Regions from separate parts of the Gossypium hirsutum genome. Here region 1 is linked to region 2. Evidence: chromatin contacts called from public Hi-C data. All regions are on one chromosome and are shown on one strand. The core of a region is the stretch at or near the end of the contact, and the rest is flanking DNA. Distances in the headings are between cores, read along the strand shown.

The links. Hi-C and Micro-C count contacts between places; a contact is called where the count stands out from the background.
Region 1: a contact with region 2 is called in a Hi-C map of leaf, with 5 times the contacts expected there. The contact joins the promoter of LOC121218634 here to the promoter of LOC107962415 in region 2. A contact is called at or near these places in 3 of 34 Hi-C or Micro-C datasets (leaf and petal).

What each region holds. Positions count from the first base shown.
Region 1 is chrD06:63,940,984-63,948,255 of Gossypium_hirsutum_v2.1, forward strand. LOC121218634 reads right to left here and starts at 2,149. Exons shown (of 5, transcript XM_041096173.1): 1 at 1,071-2,149. The coding sequence starts at 1,992.
Region 2 is chrD06:63,788,577-63,795,844 of Gossypium_hirsutum_v2.1, forward strand. It overlaps LOC107962415 (probable receptor-like protein kinase At1g80640), which reads right to left and starts at 1,418. Exons shown (of 10, transcript XM_016898801.2): 1 at 975-1,418; 2 at 662-832; 3 at 306-556. The coding sequence starts at 1,110.

The DNA.
Region 1 (7,272 bases), core at 899-3,398, 150 kb after region 2:
TAGCAATATTCAATCACTGAATCTCGGACTCCACAGTCCAGAGAAAACAAAATCTTCAGAAAACTAGAGCATATTTAGGGTTAAATCACTTTTCCCACATTAGGGCTGGAACTTTTTTTTGTCCAAGTTAGGCCCCAAACTTGGCAATTGTTTCCACATATGGGCTTCAACGTTTTTTTGTCCAAGTTAACCCTTGAAAACCCTAAAGTTCAGGCCCCAATGTGGAAATAATTGTCAAGTTCAAGGACTAATTTGGACAAAAAATAGTTCTAACCCCAATGTGAGAAAAGTTGCCAAGTTCAGGCCCCAAATAGTGGTTTAACCGCATATATAAAGTGATTTTTCCTTCAGAAAGAAACCAGTAAATTTAAGACAATAAGACACTTGAACTGAATTTCCTAAATTGTACAAAATTATCTCCTTCACTCAGATTTCACACCAGAAAATGAACTTAGAGTAGAATAAATCCCATTGATTTAACCATATCGATGATTTGATTTGCCATTATATCTTTTAGTTTTGAACCCCCAAAGAAATAAACACACATGAAAGAAACTCGAAACACTGTGCTCAAGGTTTCTCGTTGCAATGAAACTGTTGCCACAGCTTCTGGTTTAAAACCATAGAATAACTTTGGTTAGTGAAACCAGATAGGTTTTTATCCTTTAAAAAAAACAAAAACCGTCTACAGAGTTAGTGTCTGCTTCATAACTAAAAATCACCAAGAATCATCTTTGAGTTCTCTGCACTAGGAACTTTTAATTCAAGAAAGGGGCTTTACCACTTATGCTCTTTTCTACTCCCATTTCATAACAAATCCCAGACTTCCAGTCTGACATTCATTCACATTATTGACAATCGAACTTAGCAAGTTCCCTTTTTCGCCTAATTGCCACCGACTACGGAATTATAAGATTCTTTTAACCCTATTTCATAACAGAACTCAGACTTCAAGCTTATGACAATCATTCACATAATTCACAGTCAAGCTTGGTGCTTTATCACTTTGACCTAATAGTCATTGAAACAAACACAAATACCTTATGTCTACTGTTAAGTCGAAAAGTTACCTAATTTATTTTTCTGTTTTTCTTCGTCAAACCTCTTCAAAGTGTACAAGCCATCCCTTAAATCCGTGAAGTTAACCCCACTGATCCGCACATCGGTTTCCTTCTCTTCGATTGCCCTTAACTTTATCAACCTTTCATTCAACTCCTGCAATGAAAACCCACCCTCCTTATCCGGCGGCCGTAATTCCTTCAACCTCTGCCCTAACTCTTCATAACCGTACATCCTAACAAACTCTGTCCTCATTGCAGTCTCTCCTCCTTTAGCCTTACCTTTCATCTCCCTCTCGAAAATCGAGGCCGGTAGTTCAGTCGAAGTCCCACCAATCACCGGGGAGACCACTCTGTCAGCTGAAGGCTTCAACTTTAAATCATTCTTAAATGCCGATAAAGAGATTAATGGACCTGATCTTCCCTCCACGTTGTTATTCGCCTCAGAATTCTGTTTCATGTGCCGCAGACTGTTCCTTAAAGTTTCCATCGCCCGTTTCCCACTAGTACCAAAACCATCAGGACTTTCGTTGGACTCCCCTTGTTTAGCTAAGGCGTTTCGTTTGAATAATTCTTGGAACGAAATATGTGGTTGTGATTGTGATGGTGTAGGAATGGGCTCAGCAGAAGACGGCACCGCGGAACGTCGGCGGAACTCGGAGAGATTCTTACGGATTTCCAGTAAGGAAGCGCTTACTGACATAGGTTTGGAATTGGGAGTCGAAGGATTTGTGGGGTTTCTGGGTCTTTGTTGGTGTTGGTCAGTTTTGACATCGCCGAAGTAAGAAGAGACTGAAGGGGGATTATTGGCGGTGTGGTTGCCGTTCGTGGTGGCGTCATCGTTGTTTGGGTCATTTGAAGAAGTGGAGTAAAGGTGGAAGAGTGAAGGGTTGGCGAGGGATCTGCGTCTGGATCTGGCGAGAAGGAGTGCCATAGCTATGGGGGGATTGAAAGAGAACTGTTTTTAGGGTTTGGGGGGAGATGGAGATAATTGAAAGGGGTTTAGGGTTTGGACTGAGCCGCCTCTCTTTTTGGGTAATAGCCCAGCTTGACATCCAGGCTGGGTATCATGGCTGGATTTTCTCCCATTCTTTTTTACTCCTTTTGTTTATTTTTATATTGTAATTTGTTGGTTTTTTATTTTTTGTCCACTTCATAGTTTTTTTTATTGGGAATTTTTCTTCTTCTATTGATATTAAGGGTGAGTAAAATCCGATTCGATTCAAAAAACTCAATAAAAATTTAAATTTTGAACTAAATAATTTGAGTTATTTGAGTTAATCGAGTTATTCAGATCAACTTGAATAAAAAATCAAAATTTTTAGTTTAACTCGAATTGATATGAATTACACAATTCGAGTTATCCAAAAATCTAAATAATAAATGACAAAACTACGCCGTTTTGATAAATGTTTACCTTTTCTAAAATTAAAAGTCAAAACCATTAAGTTAAAAGACAAAATCATTATATTGTTTATGTAGTTAAATAATCTTATACTTTGTCTACTAGTATAAATAATAGGATTCGTTAACTCGACTTGACTTTACTCGAATTTTTTTTACTCGGCTCGATCGAATACTCACCCCTAATTGATATTATCATAACAAAATATTTCTTTGAATACTTTGATGTGGTTAAAAGTTGGGGTAAACAATTGTTAGGGAGAGATTTCAAATAATATATATACTTTCACTAACTCATGTTTTCGTTGAATTAGTGTTATTAGCACTTTGTTTCCTACTTTTGAAGATCAATATTTGCTTGTCTCTTGCTTCCATAATCGAGTTGTAAAGGTCAAGTTGATTGATCTTCTTTTCAGTTCCTCCTTTATTGAACTTCCACAAGCATATAATTAGTTTGAATGGAAATTTAAGCTTGCAAAGGTTCATCCAAACTTTTCTCGATAGGTCCTTCGAATTATTCTCATTTTGGTTAAGATTCTAAAAAATATGGTAAATAGACTTGATGGAAAATATACCATTAGTGTCAATTTTTCAAATAAGAGAGAAATTTTGGTTAGAACCCAAAAATTCAATCTAATCGATTTAGTCAAATTCGGTTTGAACAGTTCAGTATTATTAATTATTTTGATCAGTTACTAATTTTTTAATTTTTAAATGATTTTGGTAAAAAAATTTTGAATTAATTTAATATTTTTTAAATTAATTAAAATACATTTATAATATATAAAATAAATATATATTATTCAACCTCAATGCCATCCCCTTCTTGTCAAGGTGGCTAGCTAAGGTTGTGCTCTTATTGTTTGCCTTAGGGTGAGTTTGGATGGGCGGTGCGTTTACTTGCAATTAGTGTAAAAACAGCGGTGGTGGTGAGATTAGACACTGTAGCGATACTGTAGCGTGAGACAAAAAGAAAACTAAACGCACCGCACCCAATCGCCCATCCAAACCCACCCTTAGTTAGGCTTAGGCTCATCTTTAGCCCTCTATTTTTCTTATTGTTTTCTTTGTTAGGCACCACTAGGTCACTCATTTCCTTTTAACTAGTATTCAATATCACGTGCATTGTATGTGAATATAAATTGATTTAATTTAAATAACAAAATAATTTAAAATAATAAGATATTATTTGTAATATCCCGAAAATTACTACAGTAAGAAAGTAAGTATACTTGATATAGTAAAATAATGAAACAAAGTGACAAAAAGCAAAATTTTGATTTATGTCAACATTGGGAAGTATATTATGACATATTAATGCAAGAAAGGACTAATTCGCAAAAGTGAGAAAAGTTTTGTTACCCAGGAGTAAATATTTAAAATTTGAGGGTTAAAGTGTAAATATAAAAAAGTTGAAGGATTAGTTGTGCAAATATTTTAAGGGTGGAATGATCTAGAAACTAAGGAAAATGGATTAATTAGGACCAAATTGAATAAGTGAAGAATTATGAAGGACTAAATTGTAATTTTACTAAATTAAGTGATGACTCAATGATGGAATTTTAAAAGATCATGAAGGACAAAATGGTCAATTAGAAGGAGAGAGAAATCTAGAAGGCAATGATGATGTTGGAAATATTTTAGATAAATAAATAAATAAATATTAATTTATAATATTTGATTTGATTTTTTTAATGATATTTTATTTTTATTTAGTATATATATATGTGGAAAGAAAGAAAAAAAAAGCCACCATCCCACCATTTTTCCCATGCAAAGAGAGAAAGAAAGAAAGTTTTACTTTCTTTACAATTTGGTCATTTCACAAAATACTCACCATTTTCACTGATAAATCAAAAGAATTTCCATATCCATCAAGAATGAAAGATAACAAGGAGACTGTGGGGAGCTAAAATATCAAGTTAGATTCAAGAAATAGAAACTGGAGGAGAGAGAAAATCAAGTTAAAGTTTGAAACTAATAGAACAAGGTAAGAACATCAAGATTTCAATACATTTTTAAGTTTGATATTATTGAAAAAGCATGGAAATGATGTTATAGTAGAGTTTTCTTATATAAGGTCTTGTGTTCTTGATATATTAGTGAAGGAAAATAAGTGAAAGTGATGGGAATAAGGGAGTTATAAACTTAGTAATCAACATCTTGCACTAAAACAATTTTGGACAGCAGCAGTAGGTTAACTTTGAAAAATCAACATAAATTGTGGAAATCGAATTAGAGGATGAAAAAAATATGGAATTAAATCTTATTGCGTATAGTTTCTCATAGAAGAAACGGTGTAAGTACTGGAATTGTAAATCATGAGATATAATAAAATTTGTGAGACAAGGTTAGAATGATTTCGGGTTCCCCTATTCTGACTTTGGAAAATCATAAAAAATTGGAGAAAAATAATTAGGAGCTTAAATTTATATTTTTAAATTCTTAATGAGTCTATTTTCAATAGAAACAAACGGTAACATCATCCGAATTCTGTACTAGGAAATAATTAATTTTTAGTGAAGAAGGGTCGAAATTGTAAGACAGCAGAACAAGGATGACTTTAAAGAATAAACTGTACTTATTGGCTGAACCAAAAATTCTGAAATTTTTATGTAAGAAGATATGTGAGTCTAGTTTTAGATAAAATTAACGGATCTCAATTCGGAGTTCTGTAGCTTAAGATATAATTAATTTAGTGACCATGACTCAAGTGAACAACTTGTTATAAGTAAACAAGTAAATAGTGGTATTATGTATATACCACGGATGTGGAATGGAGAGAAGGAGGAGGAAAAATATATGTGAATATTCAGCTAATATGATATTATTTTAAAAATAGCTAATTTACATGTTTTAAGTTCAGGGACTAAATTGAACAAATGTGGAACTTGAAGGGTAAATTTGTAAAAATGTCAAAAAGTGACCAAATTGCATGAAATGAATTGTTTTATTATTTAAATTAATAAATTGAATGAAATATTAATTTAGATCAAGATTGGGTGAAGATTTGAGAAAAATAGAAAATTACCAAAATGTCCCTAAATTTTGGTATTTCTGTAATTTAGCCTGGTAAGTTCGTATGAACTATATTCTGTATAATTTTAATTAAAGTGAATATTATTTGGTGATGAATATTATATAAATATGTGTTTTATTATTGGAATTGAATTATTATTGGTAATATGTATAATTATTAGATGCATTGAAATGATTATCGAAAGCTCAATTTGGTTGGGGGCTTGTTGGTGATATATCACACTATCCATTGATTCTATCGGTAATTTTAGATGATTTGATTCTGGTAATAATGGCATGTATAAGTTAAATTGGCCAACGTTAGCTCATTAATGTTTTGATTTTGATTTGTTATAAATTTGAATGCTTGATGAAATGAAACGTTTATAAATTAATTTGTAAACTCTGATAATGCTCTATAACCCTATTCTAGCGATGGATACGAGTTAGGGGTGTTACATTATTTATTAATTAAATTGAATAATTTAAATTATAATGAAAACGTAATTAAAAATAGACATTACTTCATTTATTATGAATTTGAATAAATGTGAAAGATTTTATCTTGAAATTTTATGTAAATATCTTATACAAAAAAAAGTATTTTAAGAATTGAGATTAGACTTTTATTTAATTTGTAAGTGCGAAAAAATTAATTATGATTTTAATATATTAAATTTATCAAAATTCCTTTTTTAAATTAATGTTTCAATTTTTTTAAAATTTATATATAAAAACTATTTTAGCATTTTTCATTTTATTTTTTCTAAGTTAAAAGAAAATAGAAATATTATTAATTGAAAAGGTAAAGTTAAATTGTATTAAATATGATCAAATTAAATTTCATGACTCAAAATATATTTTTTATTTTTTAATAGTTTATTTTCAGAAGTAAAAAATTTATTGAGATTAAATAATCTAATTGAATTATTAAAAATGGAATAAATTAAAAATCCAACTTCCTAAAAAGTTGAAATAAAATCTAATTTAAAAATAAATACTAATATTAAAAGTATATTTAAATTTTCTACTTCAATCTATCATTCTCGTTATCATCTTTCATCTTAATATATTAAAATAGTGCATCAAATATAAATCGAGAAAAAAGAATAAATGAAACTAAAAGAAATTGAAATAAAAAAAATTGGGGTTTCAATTGAAAATAAATAAGTTGAACTTAGGTATTAATTAAGATGGATAAAAGCTCCATTATTTAAAAAAAATTGTATATTTATTTAATGTTAATTTAGTAATTAAATGAACGTTACAGAGTATTCTCGTCGATTCAAAAAAAATTTAAACTCGTGTTTTTATTTATATTATATATGAAATTTTCATGATCTTAAGGAATATCATATCTAATAGAGTTAGTGTGATTCTTAATTGAGCCCATTATAAATTACAAAAATATTCATTTTTTTAAACTATAATTAATATTATTATGACAAATAAAATAATTACAAATTAAAAATATAAGAATCAAATACGTGTTCATTACTATTAAAATACAAGTTTATTACCACTCCATCTATATTCATTATCGAGTAAATTTTAAAAGAAAATATTTTTAACAATTTACATAGCAAGTGTGACAAAATATAGCATATTGATTGAGTTAGAGTTACAATTTAGCTCGACATCAACTGGATATTGATAAAAACACCATTATAAACAACTGTAGTACATTTAATGTTCTTAATCTGATGTATTAATTAGTTTCAAGTTGTACATTTCATCATTTATTAATATTATTTTTAAACACACCCTATAACGTAGTTTTTAAATGTATACA
Region 2 (7,268 bases), core at 168-2,667:
GTCATTCACTTGACAGCCAGTCCAGTCCTCCAATAAACTAAAGTATTTTCTTCTAGGAGAGGATTTTGTCTCTTGTGCCCTGCCGAGAGTCAGAGTGGCATGAGCAGCTGTCCTGAGAGCCTGGTTCACAGAGCCGGGAGCGGCTGGACTGTAGTGGGGTTTGAACCCCTGACTTATGGGATATAAGTCACTTGTTGAGGGATATGGTACCACTCTGGTTCAGTCGGCTGCCTGACTTGGAAGACTTCTCCCGACCCTCAATAGACTCTATTCATATCAAGTTCAAATTTGGAACAAAATATCACCTCGAATTCTCTTTCAACATTATGTCCTCCACCATCTAATTTCTTCACAACAGCAAGGAATTTCCCATCAAAACAAGCTTTATAAACACGTCCACGACCGCCTTCACCCAAAACATTACTTTCCCGGAAATTGTTCGTCGCAGCTTCCAATAACCGATACTCAATAACAGCAACTGAACCCTTTTTGCAAGCCATTGGTAATGAATTAAACTGATCCGCAATTGGACTCAACGAAATTGTTTTTGTAGGTTCTTCAGATTGCATATTAAAAAACCAAAACAAAGAACAAAGTTGCAATCAGCAGCCAAGACTTTGAGACCAAAACACAAAGGTGATTGAGTAAGACAAAAAGATACCCAGATTTCGTTTGGCTTCCCCATTGGAATTCTTCATGATTTTGTGTCTACAAATCCAGAAATATAACAAAAAGAGCAATACCCCACAAAGGAGAGTGGAAGCAACAATTAGAGTAACAAGGATTCTCTTGTTCAAATCTTGATGGTGCACTACTTTAATCACTGCCATTCCTGCTTTACCATTAACATAGCGTTAAGCATTATATATTGTTTTTGATGAAGCTAGCACTTATCCCTGGTTTCCCAAAAATCTCAAATGGTCTAAATCCCAATGCAAAGCATCTAATGGTAGTAAAGCATTTAGAAGAAATACCTGGAGAAACAGCTTCCATTTGTGAAGAAAAGGAAGAAACAGTGGAGACAGGTGTGGTTCTAGCAAGATTTACAAGTGATAACAAAGACAAGAAACATTGCCACATGGGAAGTAATAACGGACAGAGAAGATTCATGTCTCTCCACTAAGACAAAGAGAAGAAAGGTGTTTGCTGTTTCACTTTTGAATCTAAGAAAAAATACCCTTTCTTTGGAAAAAGAAAATGTAAGCAAATGGAGACAAAAAGTGGTAATTATTGTTGCAAGCAAACCAAGAAAAAAGAGAAAAAGGAAGAAGAAAAAAGTAGAGAAGGAGAGATCTTTCTTATTCAATTAAATACTATAATCTAATTGATTTTGTCACTTTTTGTGTGAATGTGAGTGCTAAAGAGAGAGAAAAAGGGCAGAGATGGGTGATATAGACAAAAGTGAAGTGTATCCATGTGTGGCAGTTATGAAAAAGAGAAAATTTTTATGAAGTTATGTGAGTTTGCTTTGAGATGGACAGTTGGGAATGGATGTGGATAATGGTACATCACTCCTTTTTGTTTTCGGCTAAATTTGCTATTAGTCCCTGTATTTGTGAAAGTTGTGGATTTAGACCCTATATTTTAATTTGGTTACTTTTAAAATTTCAATCATCACCAAACAACAATTATTGAATTCATTTAGTTAAGTTCTGTAGCATATTATCATATGCTTGATGGCATGCCAGCTTATTATTTCCACATATTACTCAAAAAAAATTCAATTAATGGATTAAAATTTTAAAAATTAAAAGTATAGGGACCTAAAATGATCGAACTAGAGAATATTAATTAAATCTACTGCTATACACAAAGTACAAGACTAGTAATTGAATTTAACCAAATAGATTGAATTGCTACTGTTTGGGTTAAGACTAAAATTTTAAAACTCAAAAAGTATAGAGACTAAAACTCATCAATTCAAAAATGAAAAGGACTCAAATTGATCAAATTAAAATATAGGGACTAGATTCACAAATTCTGTAAAGTATAAGGACTTGATGGCGAAATTTAACCTTTTAAAAAAAAACTTTTCAGCTACATTCCTTATTAGCTAGGTACTGTTCATCTGGTCCCTAGGGGACAATCGATACATACTGTTTTTATTATCTATCATTGTTCTTAAATAAAATTTTGATTCGGGAAAAGAAAAATTAGACTGTCAGTTTGGTTACAAAACAAATTAGTACACTATTTTGTCTCTTTCTATTTCATCTACCTGGACTTGCGTATTGATATTCAATCATTCAAAAGGTGTTTTGAAAAAATAATAATACTTAAATTTCAAAAGGAAAATTACAATTAAAAATAGATATTTTTTTTTAAAAGTTAAGTATTATTTGATGACCGGATGAAAAAAATTCAATCACTTGAAGATTAAATATTTAAACACGTTTGGTAATTTATAAATAAAAATAATTTTATAGAATTTTTTTAATAAAAGTAATAATTAGATAAGAAAATATGTTTGAGAAACCATTGAAATTTTCGATTCCATTAAAAATCAAAATTTAATAATTATTTTAATTTAAATTTTTTACTTAAGATAAGTAAAAATGTAACACCCTAGAAATCATAAGGTTAGCATTAATAAAAAAAAAAGAAACTCTAGTTTAGGTGGTAGAGAGCTTAGAAAACTCTCCAGAGAGCTAAAGTTTAAGCCTCACTCTTTCCATTTCACTTTTTTTTTTTCAGTAATTAAGGAACAAAATCAAGTTAATATAGATATTAAATATAGTAGGAAATAATTAAGAATGGATAGTATTCCAAATGGTAAGGCCTTAGCATAATTTCCCCCTTGCATCAGGTTCAAATCATGTCAATTCTTTTTCATTTGTTTTAAATTTTGGTAGAATGGTTTATTTCTCAAATCAGCCCCCATTTTCCTAGTTACATGTGGATTTTTACTTCTTTTTCAACCCTAATTAGAATTTCTTTTCGTTAAATACATCTTTTTCTTTTATTTCCTATTTTCTTTTTCATAAAAATCTCTATATTCTTTTAATGGAAATTTCATTTTTGAAACCCAAACCCGAAACCAACCTCGTTTAATCTATTTTTCGTGTCGATTTAGAGTAATGATGTCAATTTCATTTATAACGTGCCAAAATCGGTAACCATTCTTATTTCTAATTATGAAGAACCCTAGAATTCTTGAAAAACATCGTTCTTGAAAATTCCCAAAATTGATTTCGAGTCTTTTACAAGTTTTCCTTATAATCTTGATAAATTTGATAAATTTTGAAAGTTGATATTAATTCTTACATATTTGTCGATCGAAAGACCCATTGTAGGTATCCTAGATCAGATTTGGATGTGAAGGCCGTTCCTCGAGACCCCAAAAGTCAGATGTGTTTTCTTTTACGAGAAAATCGAGGTAAAACTTAACCCAGCCAAACCACACGGCCTACGACATGGGTGTGTGGGCTACCCGTGTGGACTTTTCGACCATGCCACCCCTGAAATGTAATATCCCAAAAATTACTACTATAACGCCCCGAAAATTACTACCGTAAGAAAGTAGGTATCCTTGATATAGTAAAATAAGGAAATAAAGTGACAAAAAGGTGAAGAATTTTGAGGGACGAAATCGCAATTTTACCAAATTAAGTAACGACTCAAGGATGAAATTTTTAAAGATTAAAGGGCAAAATGGTCAATTAGAAGAGAGAAATCTAGAAGGCAATGACAATGTTGGAGATATTTTAGATTAATTAATTAAATAAATATTAGTTTATTAATATTTTAATTTGGTTTTTAAAAAATATTTTATTATTTTATTTAGTATATATATAAGAAAAGGAAGATGAAGAATCACCATTCCACCATTTTTTCCCATGCACCAACCTGAGAAGAAGAGAGAAAGAAAGAAAATTTTGCTTTCTTTACAATTTGGTCCTTCCACCAAAAATTCACCATTTTCACCTAAAAATCAAAAGAATTTTCATATCCATGAAGAGAGAAAGATAACAAGGAGACTATGGGGAGCTAGAATATCAAGTTAGATTCAAGAAAGAGAAGCTAGAGGAGAGAGAAAATCAAGTTAAAGGTTGAAACTAATAGGACAAGGTAAGAACATCAAGATTTCAATATATTTTTAAGTTTGATATTATTGAAAAAGCATAGAAATGATGTTATAGTAGAGTTTTCTTATATAAGTTCTTATGCTCTTGATATATTAGTGAAGGGAAATAAGTGAAAGTGATGAGAAATATTATAGAGAAAGGGAATAAGGGAGTTATAAACTTAGTAATCAACATCTTGCACTCAAAACAGTTTTGGACAGCATCAGTAGGTTAACTTTGAAAAATCACCATAAATTGTGGAGATTTAATTAGAGAATTAACAAAATATGAAATTAAACCTTATTGAGTCTAGTTTTTCATAGAATAAATGGTGTAAGTAATGAAATTGTAAATCATGAGATATATTAAATTTTGTGAGACAATGTCAGAATGAATTCCGGTTCCCCCGTTCTGACTTTGAAAAATCATCAAAATTTTGAGAAAAATAATTAGGGGCTTAAATTTATATGTTTAAATTCTTAATAATGAGTATATTTTCAATAGAAACAAATGGTAACGTCATCTGAATCTCGTACGACGAGATAATTAATTTTTAGTGAAGAAGGGTCGAAACTGTCAGACAGCAGAACATGGATGACTTTAAAGAATAAACTGCACTTATTGGCTAAACCATAAATTCTGAAAATTTTATGGTAAGAAGATATGTGAGTCTAGTTTCATAAAAATTCAGCAGATCTTAATTCGGAGTTCTACAACTCAAGATATAAATAATTTAGTGACTATGACTCAAGTGGACAGCTTTGAATGAACATATAAATAAATAGTGAAATTATAGATAATGTTATATATAAGCATGTTATATACGTTAAGGATGTGAAATGGAGAGGAGGAGGAAAATATATAATTATTCAACTAGCATGAGTTTTCATTAAAAAATGGCTAATTTGCATGTTTTAGGATCAAGGACTAAATTGAATAAAAGTAAAATTTTAAGGGTAAATTTGCAAAAATGTCAAAAAATGACCAAACTGCATGAAATGAATTGTTTTATTATTTAAATTAATAAATTGTATGAAATATTAATTTAGATCAAGATTGAGTGGAAATTCAAGGAAAATAGAAAATTACCAAAATGTCCTTGAATTTTAGTATTTCTGCAATTTAGCCTGGTAAGTTTGTATGAACTATATTCTATATAATTTTAATTAAAATGAATGTTATTTGGTGATGAATATTATATAAATATGTGTTTTATTATTAGAATTGAATTCTTATTGGTAATATGTATAATTATTAGATACATTGAAATGATTACCAGAAGCTCGATCGGATTGGAAGCTTGTCGGAGATATATCACACTATCCATTGGTTCTATCAGTAATTTTGGGTGATTTGATTCTAGTTATAATGGCATGAATAAGTTAAATTGGCCAACGTTAGCTCATTAATGTTTTGATTTTGATTGGTTATAAATATGAATACTTGATGAAATGAAATGTTTGTAAATTAATTTGTAAACTCCGGTAATGCTCTATAACCTTATTCTAGCGATGGATATGGGTTAGGAGTGTTACATGAAACCCTAAGTTTTCGCTTCTCACACGGCCTAGAACCTTCCACATAGCCTGTCACATGGTCGCGTCTCCCCTGTAAGTTGCTTTTTCGAATAGAACACGACCACAGTCTCTCCACACGACATGCCACATGACTGTGTACCCCTTCCACACAGCAGTGTGTCCCTTGGAACCAAGAATTTATAGTTTTGATCTAAAATTTTACAATTTGTTTAGATTAGTCCCTAATTGATTCCCAAACTTTTTTTAGTATTTTATTTTATTCAATTAAGCCCCTAATAATATGAATTCTACTAGAATCCATGATCTAATTGACTGAATTAATATTACATATACATATTTGCATGAATTATGAATGAACATGCCTATTGGACCTATATTTGCGATTGATTGTACAACATGCCTTCTGTTACTATTGAAACCGAACACTTAATAAGCTTGATTTTTGCTATTGAGATGATATGTGATAAACATATTATTTGCTATTGTATTGAACTGTTATAAGCATATTTATTGCTACCGTATTGTTCTGTTAAAAACATAATCAAATGCTACCATAATATTGAACCATTTTTGAACTTGTCATATTACATTGCATGGGGTGGGACATTTTGAACAAAGGAAGTAGTCGGCAGTTTATCTTCTCGACCAGTGGTTTATCCACAACGTATTGATAATTAATTTTGATCTATCCCATGAGTTAATTTTCCAAATGATTTGTGATACATGCACGAATGGGGTGAAATTTATTAAATTTCATTCACCGAAGCTGCCAATTTTTAAGTTTGAGAAATTAGCAAACTTGTGACAATTTTTTGGATGGGATCGAGGCATTTCTAGGTTGAGATGTTTGGCATTCGAATATTTATCTCTTATCTTCGAAACACACTTTGAATCACTTGATTTCGAGTTCGAGACCTTTGTTTATGACCATTTTAGTGAAGACTGCTTAAGCAAAATTTCTAGACGAGATTATAAAGGAAATTATGAGTTTCAGGCTTTTAATTTAAGTTTAAATCATATTAGGTTCTATTTTTAGACTTAATTTTTATTATATATGAGCTCAATATTGTATTTCTTAGGTCTTATTATTTTATTATTGCGAATTTTTATAATTATTAAGTATTTTATGTTATTTAGGTTAACAAGAAAGTTTTGTTTAAAACTACTTCTTATTTAGATTAAATAGAATTTCAGTATACTTTAGAGTTTTATGTGGATGTACTTAGCTAGCCTGTATAAAGGCTTCTTCATTGTTCATTAAGGAGACAATTGTTTTCATTAATAAAATTTTCAACTCTAGGCGTTTGTTTCTTGTGCAAGATTTTTTTTCTTATGATTTTTAGAAGTAGTTTTCTTCTCAATTTTCTTCAAGGGGTCGTGGAAATTCATTCTGCACCCTTTAATTAGCCAAGGATTATTTCTTGGAGGGTTGATTAGAGCCATTAATTGAGTTTGTTGGGATTTATATCTCAAAGGGTTCAATTGGACATTTATCCTTCTATCTATCATATCCATCGGTTTATCATTCTATCTTTCGCTTTACTTTAATCTATATTTTCACTATTTAGTTATTATTTTTAATATTTGTCCTTTATTTTTTGTTAATTTCTCTTACCTTTTCTTATTTCCTTTGTTATTTTCTAAATTTGTTTATTTCTTCTTTTAG